2 separate regions of the Mus musculus genome follow, and region 1 is linked to region 2. Evidence: chromatin contacts called from public HiChIP or PLAC-seq data. All regions are on one chromosome and are shown on one strand. Each heading gives the region's core, a stretch centred on a gene start, on an enhancer-like site or on the middle of the called end of the contact. The rest is flanking DNA. Distances are from core to core; before and after follow the strand shown. Region 1 has its middle 77 kb from the start of B3gnt2. Region 2 has its middle 22 kb from the start of Gm40816.

Region 1 (6,462 bases), core at 188-2,687, 100 kb after region 2:
CATCTTAGAACTTTCTCCTCCAGGAAGGGTTTTTCTGCAGTAGCTTCCTTGAAGACAAAGGAACACAACACTCCACTGTTCTTGGGTTTCTTCAAAAAGCACTGTCAAAAACCAATAGCATCCAGGGTAATAATTTTAGGAGGCACTTTCTTGCTGCTAGTCCTGGAAGATAAGAGGAAAGCTGGCAGTGTTTCAGTTACCCCTGGCAAGCATGAGTGGGAACTGGGGGGCTACCCACAGGAAGGCAGGGAGCCCACCCTGCTGTGCACCCTGACCGTTCAGGCTGGACTGCTGACTCCTTGTATTTGACACCAAGGATTTGAGGAGATGACTCTGGGTAGCTGTGGTTGTGACAGTGGTGTCCTCATGGTGGGCTTGTCCCCTGAGTGAAAGAACTTCAACAGTGAGCCCAACTGTACTGTCTTGATCCAGCATCAACAATGAGAAACAAATGCCTGTGTTGAAGCCACTCAACCTGAGGTATCTGTGACAGGCCCAGACAGCTGAGACAAGGCAGTGGCCTCTCACAGTCAGAGGCAGGTGGCAGAAGGGTTAACAGAACTTTCTCGGGTTAGCCTACCATGAGAAGGGTAGCAGTGTGACCGTTGAGAGCAGGCAGAAGAGATGGACCTGTGAGCAATTCTGTAAAACCAAAGGAAATCTCAAATGTATTTCAAAATTAGCAAATTTTATTTTTAGAAATTGCAACACAAAACTTCACCGCCTCTTGATGCCTTTGCTGCCTGAACAGTGGAGATGGACTTGGTGGCAGTGCAGGAGTAATTGCTTCCTTGGCGACTTCCACGGCTGCTGCTGGGACAACTATTCAAGGCCTCTCACTTTGTGGCCCTGAGTCCTTAGGCTAAGAGCAGGAAGTAGGACACAAGTCAACAGGAAGAAGCCATCCTGCCTCTAGGAAAGTAGGCTTCCTTCTAACAGGAAGCTCTTAGGCTATGCAGTGGTCTAAGAGGAACTAAACATATATGCCAGGCAGTATGCCAGTAGCTTGTGCCGTTAATCCTAGCATTTGAGAGTCATAGGCAGACAGATTTCTGTACAATCCTGGCCAGTCTGGTTCCATAGTGAGTTCCAGGACAGTCAGGGCTACAAAGATCTTGTCTCAGAGAGAGAGAGAGAGAGAGAGAGAGAGAGAGAGAGAGAGAGAGAGAGAGAGAGAGAGAACGATAGGTTTATATATGTGTGTGTGAGTGTGATAAATAATTTAGGAGCAATTTCTCAGAGAGCCATATGACACAACAGTCCCTCTTCTCTCCCTCTCCCCTTCCAGTTGACTATGTTATTTATTGTTGTTTCCCATGTACAACTGAAAAGAAAAACTGTGATTTTAAAAACAGGAGGTAATGGAGGGTGTGGCTTGCTCCCAATCTTGGTCAAGATCTGTTTCACATAGCTGCCCTGGAAATCAGGAGTGAACCATCCAGGAAGAATGACTCAGGCAGACTGCAGGCCAAGTACGGCACATCCATCCCACCCAAGACTACAGCCTAGAGCAGGGTCCAGTTTTGGATGTGGTGGAGGGACCACAGGAAATGCCTTACTGTCCTCTCAGGCTACTGAAAGTGAGCCATCATTCCGCTCCAGGCTACACAAAGAGAGTTGAGGGCTTCTGGGCTCCTAGAAGATCTTGTATTGCAGTGCCCAGAAATGCAGAAGAAACCTTTAGTTCATAGGGACCACCCTAGAGAATGTGGCTGAGAGACATGGAAGAAAGGGAGAAGAAAGAAAATCCAGGTAGCCAAGCCTTAGGTCCATGAGCAGACTCAGCAAGAGGCTCTCAAAGGCAGGAAGGCCTGAACTGTCTCATTGAACCTGGGGAGATGAGACTGTGGAATGCTGCAGAGACCTCTCTCAGGATCTTTTCCAGTCCAGCCACTCACAGCTGTTCTGGGTGTTGGGAAATGCTGGCCACAGAATGAAAAGTCCAGGAAGATGCAAAGGTTAAAGAGCAGCTCACCACTGGGTGTGGCAGGGCATGGTAGTGCACACATGCTTTTAATCCCTGGGTTTGGGAGGCAGAACTGAAATTAAGGCCAGCCTGGTCTACAGAGTAAGCTCCAGCCAGGACTACACAGAGAAACCTTGTTGATAGATAGATAGATAGATAGATAGATAGATAGATAGATAGATAGATAGATAGGGTAAAAATAAATTCCCCAAGGCTAAGGATATGGCTGTCACATCTGAGTCATATAGTGAAGACGACATGACACTGTTGGGCTCCAGAAGAGACAAGGTCCTGTATGAGCCCTGACAAGAGGGGATTCGTGAAGGAAGAGGGCACACCATGACAAGCCTCTATAGTCCTGGCTTTGGAGGTGGCAGAGGGCTTGAAGTTGGCAGCTAAACAGGTACCATTGTCTATATAGATGGTAGAGAGCTAGGAAGGGAGCCCAGGAGGGTCACTGTAGCCTCAGCAGCAGCCTTTGGAGACAAGGCATGAAGCAGGAAACACCCCTACAGTGTAGATAGAAATCTCAACCTGGGAACACCTAGGGATTGTGTCCGTTTTTTTTAGACTGGGTCTCACTAAGTTGGGCTTGCCTTAATTTGTGAATCTAGAATCAGGCAACACTCTGTTTAAGATGAACAAAGGTGAACTGGAGAGATGGCTCAGCAGTTAAGATTACTGACTACTCTTCCAGAGGACCTGAGTTCAATTCCCAGCAACCACATGGTGGCTCACAATCATCTGTAATGGTATCCAATGCCCTTTTCTGGTGTGAATTGAAGACAATGTACTGTATGTATGTATATATGTATGTATGTATGTATGTATGTATAAATAAATAAATAAATAAATAAATAAGATGGTCAAAGACAGAAGCACAGAACAGGGAGTTGGTTGACTACTTACAGAGCCAGAATAGGACAAATAGAAAGACATCATTATCCTAAGGTTTAAGAAATTTATATCTGTCTTGAAGCTGGGTTCAAATCTTCTGAGACTTTGTGGGAGTTAACAGTTAAAGGTTCCAGGAGATTCTGTCTGTTATAAACTTACATATATTAATAATTAGCAGACTTCTGATAAGATTGAGGGCTATATCGATTGGTTATATCTGAATAGAGCACACCACAATTTAATGGCAGTAGTGAAAATCAAGACAGAATAAGAATGAAAATCAAGACAGAATAAGAATGAAAATCTGAAGTGGCTTTGACAGGTTGTGTAAGTAGAGAGATAGTGGTGACAGAAAGTGAGTTTGCCCAGGTAGGTTCAGGCCTGTGATGAGGACTGTGCAGGCAGGCCACGAGAACAGGCCAGGGGCACGAGCATGTATCACTGACGAAACAGATTGTAAAGAGAGCAGGCCGGTCGGCTGAGAGAGGCGTGCACATATGGCTGTTGCTGCCTTCATTTCAAGACAGCAGCAGCGGTGACAGACAGCAGCTGACCTGATGTGTTTGCTTCAGCCAAGCTGGGGTGGGACTTCCTCTCAGCAGCAGGAAGTCATGGCCCAGTGCTTCCAGCTGTTGGAGCCTGTGGTGGGCGTGGAAAAGGAAGCACCTGAAGTAGCACCCCAGCAACGTGCACGCTATTCTTGTGGCACATGGAGCTGCAAGCCTTCACTTTATAAGTCCCAGGTAGAGAGTGAGAGAGAGGGGGCGGGAGGGGCTCCCGCGCATGCATGGGAAGATGGATTCTTGGAAAAGGCAAAACTTTTTCTCAAGGCTGCAGCCAAGCAGGACACCCAAAAGCAACTACTGGCGGGCACAGCGCAGGAGTCCCTCTCTCGAGAAAGCTCACAAGTATAGGGGTAGCAGGTGGTCACACATACGGGGAAAGCAAGTTTCACAGGTTCCCTGGCAGGACACAAGAGGTGGAGCCAGAACTGTTTTTTAGGCGGTGAACCTGCGGAACCAGCAGCTGCAGTGGCCAGTGGAAGTGGGCAAATGAGGGAGAGAGGGAGGCGAAGTCTAAGCTACAAATCACTAGCGAGAAAGTGCCAGTTTAGTGGCCATGTAGAGATATTGTTTTCTGTTAACTGTGAATTAGACCAAGACATTCCAGAAAGTATGTCCAAGGCAGCGAACAGACCCATAGGTGAGACACGTGAGGGCTGAGGACTATGCTCTGGGCTGATACCCCCAGAGAACAGTTTATCCAGGCCTGGCCTAGGATTCTCAGCCTCGAGAAAGAAACTGTCTCAAAGGGAGAGAGGAAGATCTCACCAAAGGGAAAAAGTCCTAGTACAAGGGTCAGTGGAAAGTCTGAATGTCTCCATTCTTAAGGGCAGTATAGGGGTAGCTCTGAGCTCAAGAATTCTCCCCTGGGACCATGCGGACATTTACTCTGACCAGAGTGAGGAGGGGACTAACCTGTTCTCTCAAGTTTAGGCTAGCAAGTATGGATCTCCATGTGAGAGCAGGGGCGATGGAAACCTGCAGAGTTTCTAAATCCGAGTCACGACAACAATGTTGTGTTTATAAAAAGATAGGTTATGTTCTATGGAGGTGTAGTCAGGTATGGGGGGAGGGAGTGCCTCAGCAGGCCCATGCCAAGGCATCCCTTCCCCTTGAGGGACCAGCCACAGGACAGTATAGTATAGAATAGAGTTTATTAAGGGTATGGGGAGGGGAGTCAAGATGGTTGTAGAGGAAGAAAAAGGCAGAGAGAAAGAGAGAGAGTAGAGAAGTAGAGGCCAGCCATGAGCACGTGGAGAGAGGGGAGGGGTAAGGGAATGGGGGGAGAGAGGCGAAAAGAGCAAGGGAGCAAGAGAGTGAGAGGGGGCAAGCAGCCCCTTTTACAGGGGGTCAGGCCTACCTGACTGTTGCCAGGTAACTGTGGAGCAGAAAATAAACAGAATGCTAACACCTGTGGGTACCAAGCACACACATGGTATACACATACACATGCAGACAAAACACTCCAACATGAAATAAAATGAATCTATAAATGCTTTTTTTTAAAAAAAGGTAAAACACAAGATGAGGGGGCAGGTTTTCCCTGAGATAGCCCAGTGGCTCAAGGTGCCAGCTGATGGAAGCAAGAGAACTGATTCCTGAAAATTGTCCCCTAAACTCCAATTACATGCACAGACATGCCAAGAAATTAAAATGTAACAGAACAGTGCTGTTTGTGTTTTGATGTCTTTTATTTTAAAGCAGACCAGGCTGTTACATAACACTGAGTCACGAGGCCTTGAACCACCATGCAATAATCCTTTTGCTGAGTTACTGAGTTGAGGATTTTTTTTTTCTTAAGCAGGGGAATTGAGGGACTAAATTACTGTCCCCAACTAGGAGAACTGAAAGAGCAAGGGAAGGAGCTTCTGACAGTCATTTAGCCTGTCCTTGTTGATTGTCCCTTCTAACACTGTCCTTTTTGCTATCGATCTTGCATCTGGTAGTATCCTCTGTGCGACCACTCAGGGACCCTTGAGCTAATACTAGATTCCAAACATTATGGGAAACTGGAACACAGACCTGTCAAGTAGGAGTGAGAGGATTAGATGCTAGAGCTTTGTTGAGGACAAACTGGAAATAGCTAACATTTTTAATTGCAGTTTAAGCATCCACTTCATGGTAGTAAGTGTGTCCGTGTTGTGCAATCATCCCTGCCATCTCCCTCATCCACAATTTCATCTTTCCAAACTTAAACATGGATGGCAATTCCCATTCTGTCTCCTGGTCACCACTCTATTGTGTCTTTGAAAGCTCACTCTCCTGGGTCATTCTCATAGGTGATGAGACAGGCTGACTCCATGACAGGCTTCAAATAGGCAGTTCAAGACATTAGAGCTAAAAACCCAGGCTTCAGGCAGCTAATCAGAAACTGCCCCATCACCTGGCCGAAAGCAAGGACAATGGGTCAGCAGTTTCCAGCCAGCCCCCATGTCCCAGTAATAGAATGTCCTTAGAGATAGAGTAAGACAAAGCCCACCTACTTTGCAATTTCCTAATGTGCTTTAAATCAGGCTCACTTGGTTGTCTCTCTATCTTGGTAAAGGGAGACCACAAAATACTGGGCTTCTGCAGAATAAAACACTCTTTGCACTTACATCCCATTTGAACCTGGGGTGTCATTCTTCAGTAAGTCATAGACCCTTACATTTGGGGGCTCATCCAGGATTCGATAGAGACCCCCTGGCCAAATAGTGGAGTGTTTTTCCGAATGGTAACTCTAGGTGTACAGTTGTCTTTCGTCTTGTCTATATCTTTCTGATTCAGGTTTAATTCTGTTTGGGGTTTAACCTGAAGGCCAAGAGGGACAAAGTGGACATGTATTTTGTCATCTGGCCAGGGCAATGGAGGATGCTCCTGACCCCCAAACAGAAACTGGAGAACTTGCTAGTTCTCATCTGAATTCTGAACCTGCTTTGGGTCTCTCATGCACAGGAAGTAAGACTGTCTGAGATAGACTTTTTGTTTTGTTTCTGTTTTCCCTGGAACATCCTTGTGTGTCTGTATGTATTCTGTTTGTGCTTTTTTTTTTTTTTT
Region 2 (6,751 bases), core at 3,769-6,268:
TTGCGAGTTATGTTTTCCAAGGTTCAGAATCTAAGTCCTAGAATTGTCAGTTACATTTCATCTTTTCTAATACACCTGCCATTGGGAGCTTATGGTCTCTGTGGCCACACCTATTTAGACACACAGAGGGCATATTCTACACATCTGCTGCCACGACCTCTAGATTATGCATGCTCTCTTTATGTTAACTTCTACACGCCAAGGACACATCTCTATAAGAATTTCCTGGGGAGGGGAGGTGCTGTTTCTAGTGGTATACACCTTTAATCTCAGCACTAGGAAGATGGCAGGCAGATCTCTCTTGAGTTCAAGACCAGGCTGCTCTGCATAGCAAGCTCCAGGCCAACAAGAACTATATAGTGAGATCTTGCCTCAAAAAAAAAAAAAAAAAAAAAAAAAAAAAAAAAAAAAAAAAAAAAAGTTAAATGTTACTTGGGCCTGCAAGATAGCCTAACAGATAAAGGCTAACAACCCGAGTTCAACCCCTGACCCTATGTGATGACTTAGGTGCCCACAGTAGCACCTGGTTCAGAGAGCAGAGGGAGACGAGCCTGTGGATAGACCAGAGATAGAGGTCTGATGCATGGGTTGGATAAAAGCAAGAACACTTCCTTCACTGTAATAGAGGGCAAAAAGTAAAGATCATGTTGGCCTTCAACACACATGTATACACACACACACACCATAATAATTTTAATGTTATTTCATGCATTCACTGAAAGCAGATGGCAAGCAGGTAGCAAAATGAACATTCTGCTTTCTTCTCACAGGTCCAGTTGTCTCCTAGTTCCCCATGGAAGCTGATGAGTTTCTACCCTACACTGTTGTCAACTGTGTGTGCTATGTGTAGTCATCTTTTCTTTTTTTTATTTATTTATTTATTTATTTATTTATTATATGTAAGTACACTGTAGCTGTCCTCAGACACTTCAGAAGAGGGAGTCAGATCTTGTTGGTTGGATGGTTGTGAGCCACCATGTGGTTGCTGGGATTTGAACTTCCAACCTTTGGAAGAGCAGTCGGGTGCTCTTACCCACTGAGCCATCTCACCAGCCCAGTCATCTTTTCTTTATTGGAGTGCACATGTGCACACATATGCGCGTGTGTGCATACGTGTATGTGTGTGTGTGTGTGTGTGTGTGTGTGTGTGTGTGAGATCTGTGCACATATATGGAGGCCAGAGGTCAATACTGGGCATCTTCCTCCATTACGTTCTACTTTATTCTGTGAGGCAGAGTCTCTTACAGAGCCTGAAGCTCACCATTTCAGCTAGACTGACTGATCACTGAGCTCCAGGGCTTTGCTGCCTCTGCCTCCCCGGTGCTGGTTTTACAGACACTCACACCATGCCTGGCCTTCCTATGAATGCTGGGGATGCTACCTCAGGTCCCCATGCTTATGCAGTTGAGCCACCATTCCAGCCCTGCTCAGTCATTTCTGTGTGAATCTCTTCAGCTTACTCCTCAGCCTGCTTGAATCAGGCTTCTGCTAGCCCTATCCCATTCACATGTTCTTTACCAGACCACCCAAACCACAGTGAATAAGTGACAGGTTTCAGCCAGCTGTGGTGGCGATCACCTTTAATCCCGGCACCTGGGAGGCAGAGGCAGGCGGACCTCTGACTTTGAGGACAACCTGGTCTATAGAGAGTGAGCTCTAGAGCAGCCAGGGCTGCACAGAGAAAGGCTGTGTTGGAAAAACAAACAAATTGTCAGTTCTCTGTGCCTCTGCTTATGTTCACATGTAAAAATTACTGGCTTTGTGTTTAAACACTGTTCATCTTGCTCACAGCCATCTGCCCTGTGCTCTTCCCTCACACCTGTCTCTCTGTCTGTCCCCTGCGCTCTTCTCTCACACCTGTCTGTCTGTCCCCTGTGCTCTTCTCTCACACCTGCCTATCTGTCTGTCCCCTGTGCTCTTCTCTCACACCTGTCTATCTGTCACCAGCTCTATCATTTTCCTCCATTCTTTGATGAGCTTTACTTCCCCAGTCCTGAGTTTAGAGTAGACCATCCTTAGCAACAAGGACTTTTACTCTCATATTTTTGCTTTCAAATGTTACCACATCTAAACCTCATTCTGAATCCCAGAACAATAGATCTTCAAAGTTTCTCCAAACCAGGGCTGGGGGCGTAGCTCAGCAGTAAAGCACACGCCTGGCACATACCAAGCCCAAGTTCAATGCTTCAGGTCACAGCTCTGAGGTGTGTGGGGCTGGAAATAAATAGATAGACTTTCCTCAAAGTAGATTTGCTCCAAATTGAAGCCACTGTCTTGTTATTAAGCTCTGTTTCTCTGTCTGGGTTATATTTCCTGTCTGATGCAGTCCCAGGGTAATGGTCCTAACAGATATCACACTGTGATATCACCCTGGGGGTTCCTGAAGAGGAAGCGGACCCTAGCCTTATAAGACTTTCTAGATTTGCTTGGAAATCATGGTGTCAAGAGATTCAGAAGACACTGGACTTAGAGAGGAAATCTAACTGCTCTCCCTTTCAGACTCTGTCCTCTCAGAAGTCTTTGTCCCCCCAAATAGAAAACAGAGAAATGACGCTTCTCCTTTGAATCTATGATGCTGACCTTGGGTGGGAAGAGCAGAAGAGCACAGGGTTCTAAAGACTGAGTTCAGTCAGAGCTCCCCCAAATTTTCTCATGTGCTCTGAGAACATAAATGAAGCCAACTCATTGCGCAGTCTGCTTTGGAGTTTTAATCTTTAAGAGCACACTTCCTTCCTGTATTTCTAGTAACCACTATTTCAGTCTTCCCTGGAAACACCACCAGTTACCCTGATTCTCTTTCCACAAGAACTGTCATAAAATAGAACCATGGGAAAAGCTAGTTTGACTCCTTTGCCCTCTGAGATGAGCTGGTGGCAAGAACCTGGGCCAAGGAGGGGAAGCCAGTGCCTCTTAACCGCTTCTTCCATGTCAAAGAAAAACAAACCGAACTCAGGATTATATAAATGTTTTGTTAGTAATCCTCAGGGAGGGGTCATCCTTGGAATGTTCTCATATTTCAGGATGGAGCTTTAAATATAAGACCACTGAATGAGCCTTTACACAGCATTATGGTTTCCCAGAAACTATTGAGTTACATGCTGATATGTTTGTGATGTTTTTCCTAAAGAGGTCTATAATTTCTATCAAATTCTCAAAAATCCCTCAAAGGTAAGCATTGCTCAAAGGATAATCTGTAACAAATCACCAGCAAGAATGGTTTTACTCAAAGGATAATTATGTTACTACTGTGTAACAAGTCAGCAAGAAGGACACCAACGCCCCTGCATTGCTACCTCATGGTCCCAGTCAAGCAGTGATTTAGCTGAGTGACTGCTCAGCTAGATCTTTTCTGCACCCAGAAAGTCAGCTGAGGTTGCTGTCATCAGAAGACTTCTTTCCAAGATGGTTCACCCACATGGGTTTTGACAGAAGGTCTCAGTTCCTTGCCACACAGACCTCCCCAAGGAACTGCTTGGGTATCCTCACATGACAACTGCTGTTTTCCCCACCCCTGCTCCATTTCCCCAGCAAGTAAGCAAAAGAGAAAGCAGAAAAAGCCTTCCAGGACAGTTTTGAGAGTCCTAAAGGAAAATGTTGTTAATTCTTCCACAAACTATGCTATGAAAAAGACAGCTCACTCTCATTCTCTAGGGGGGATTTGGTTCCACTTTGAAGTGGTAAGTATCAAAGAACTTGTAAACGTATTTCTGAATTACTAAAAAAGTAAATAAATCATACTTTATAGAAAAAGAAAATTCATACTTGCACACACCCATGCACACACACGCGCACACACACACACACACACACATTCTTGTCATTTATTAGATAAAAGTTTATGAGCAGTCAAGAACAGAAAATTAAAAGATCCACTTTGTGGGCTCTGTGACGTCTTACTTTGTGTTCTTTTAAGTGATCAACTATTACGTAACATGAATGGCCCACTGAAGAGGAGTCAACATATTAGAGGCTGTATTTTGTTATCTTTATGGTCCATATCAGTGTATCAGTATGTTCTCCTATTGCTTCATTAATATACATGTGATAGGCTGACATTATTTGAGAGAGAGAGAGAGAGAGAGAGAGAGAGAGAGAGAGAGAGATTCACTTATATGTCAGACAATTCCAGGTTAAGATGCTGGCATCTGCTTGGCTCTGATGTGGAATCCATGGCAGGTGGCACGTGTATATGCAGGAGGGCAAGATCATATCACCAAACAGGAAGCTACGGAACATAGTGTCCTGTGATCTCTCCTGAGGGCATGTTCCCAGTGACAACACCCCCTACTAAACTCCACTCCTTAAAGGCCCATACCGGCTCACAAGATTGCTATATAAGGGGCTAAAGTGATGACTCAGTGATTAAGAGCATGTGTAGCTATTGCCAAGGGCCTAGAATAGGTTTCCAGCACCCACATAATGACACACAACTGACTGTAACTCCAGTTCCAGAGAAACCAACACTGTCTTCTGTCCTCGGTAGGCACCAGGCATGCATGTGGTGAATATACATGTATGCATGCAAAGCACTCATTCACATAAAATAAAAATAAATCTAAAATTTAAAAATTGCTATACAAAAGCCCAAGCCTCTAACACATGAAGTCTTAGAGGGCACATTCAAACATGTCAGTCATCGCACCAGAAACCTTATATAGATATGATGCCCAGGGTGACAGTTGAATTTAGGATTAAAAGTAACATACTGATTTTTCTCTCCGGGGTCTCTCTGAGGCAGGTCTGCACAGGAGTGCTCAGGCTGAAGAAGCAACACAGCTTCTTGGACACAATCCTATGGGGCCCTCATCCTCAGCCAGGAGGTGGAGCTGATCCTCAGTCCTCTGTGCAGCTTCCCTGCCAGAGGAGAGCTTGCCTCCAGGGAGGGTTCTGACCCTAGAACTCAGGTGAGATCGCCATTTTCTCTCTGATGTCTCTCTGAGGCGGGTCTGTGCAGGAGAGCACAGGCAGCAGAGCTTCTAGGACAGGTCCTACATGCCTACATCTGCAGCCAGGAGGTGGGGCTGTTCCACAACCCTCAGTGCACTGGTCTTGCCAGGAGAGAGCTGGTCTCTCAGGAGTGCTGATACAGGCTAACAGACTCACAGAAGGAACAAGCTCCAGCCAGTGACAGCTAGAACATGTAACATCAGAGGTTACCAGATGGTGAAAGGCAAACATAAGAATGTTACCAACAGAAACCAAGACTACTTGGCAACATCAAAGCCCAATATGCCCAACACAGCAAGTCCTAGATACCCCAACATACCAGAAAAGCAAGATTGGATTTAAAATCATATCTCATGATGCTGGTAGAGGATATTAAAAAGGACATTAATAACTCCCTTAAAGAAATTCAGGAGAACATAGCTAAACAGGTAGAAGTCCTTAAAGAAACACAAAATCAAAAATCCCTTAAAGAATTACAGGAAACCACAACCAAACAGGTGAAGGGGAAAAAAAAAAACCATCCAGGATCTAAAAATGGAAGTAGAAACAATAAAGAAATCACAAAGGAAGAAAACTCTGGAGAAAGAAATCCTAGGAAAGAAATCAGGAGCCATAGATACAAGAATCACTAACAGAACACAAGCGATGGAAGAGAGAATCTCAGGTGCAGAAGATTCTGTAGAAAGCATGGACACAACAATCAAAAAAATGCAAAATGCAAAAAGATCCTAATCCAAACATCCAGGAAATCCAGGACACAATGAGAAGACCAAACCTAAGGATAATAGGCATAGATGAAAATGAAGATTATCAACTTAAAAGGCCAGTAAATATCTTCAACAAAATTATAGAAGAAAACTTCCCTAACCTAAAGAAAGAGATCCACATGAGTGTACAAGAAGCCTACAGAACTCCAAATAGACTGGACCAGAAAAGAAATTTCTCCCAACACATAATAATCAAAACACCAAATGTTCTAAATAAAGGTAGAATATTAAAAGCTGTAAGGAAAAAAGGTCAAGTAACAAATAAAGGCAGACCTACTAGAATTACACCAGACTTCTCACCAGAGACTATGAAAGCCAGAAGATCCTGGACAGATGTTATACAGACCCTCAGAGAACACAAATGCCAGCCCAGGCTACTATACCCAGCAAAACTCTCAATTACCATAGATGGAGAAACCAAAGTATTCCACGACAAAAACAAATTCACACAAAATCTTTCCATGAATCCAGCCCTTCAAAAGATAACAAAGGGAAAACTGCAACACAAGGAGGGAAATTACGCCCTAGAAAAAACAAGAGAGTAATCCTTCAACAAACCTAAAAGGAGGTAGGCACAAGAATAGAATCCCAACTCTAACAACAAAAATAACAGAAAGCAACAATTACTTTTCCTTAATATCTCTTAATATCAATGGACTCAATTCCCCAATAAAAGACATAAACTAATAATTTACTGGTTACATAAACAGGACCCAACATTTTGCTGCATACAGGAAACCCACTTCAGGGACAAAGACAGACACTACCTCAGAGTAAAAGGCTGGAAAACAATTTTCCAAGCAAATGGTCCCAAGAAATAAGCTGAAATAGCCATTCTAATATCGAATAAAATCGAGTTTCAACCTAAAGTTATCAAAAAAGACAAGGAGGGACACTTCATACTCATCAAAGGTAAAAATCTACCAAGATGAACTCTCAATTCTGAATATCTATGCTCCATATGCAAGGGCAGCCATATTCATTAAAGAAACTTTAGTAAAGCTCAAAACACACATTGCATCGCACACAATAGTAGT

Evidence for each region. HiChIP or PLAC-seq counts read pairs in DNA pulled down with a chosen protein or histone mark.
Region 1: a contact with region 2 is called in a CTCF HiChIP or PLAC-seq map of large pre-B cells, with 2.8 times the contacts expected there. The contact joins two enhancer-like sites. A contact is called at or near these places in 3 of 15 datasets of contacts at CTCF or cohesin (the NIH/3T3 cell line, large pre-B cells and pro-B cells) and 2 of 115 datasets of contacts at active chromatin or transcription factors (embryonic stem cells and large pre-B cells).

What each region holds. Positions count from the first base shown.
Region 1 is chr11:22,779,479-22,785,940 of GRCm38.p6, forward strand. No RefSeq gene overlaps it. Among named protein-coding and RNA genes, the nearest start is that of B3gnt2, 77 kb to the right of the region's middle. Within about 2 kb of position 1,438, at least 87 of the 459 cell types and tissues checked have an H3K27ac peak or open chromatin away from gene starts, as enhancers often do.
Region 2 is chr11:22,672,528-22,679,278 of GRCm38.p6, forward strand. No RefSeq gene overlaps it. Among named protein-coding and RNA genes, the nearest start is that of Gm40816, 22 kb to the left of the region's middle. Within about 2 kb of position 5,019, at least 13 of the 459 cell types and tissues checked have an H3K27ac peak or open chromatin away from gene starts, as enhancers often do.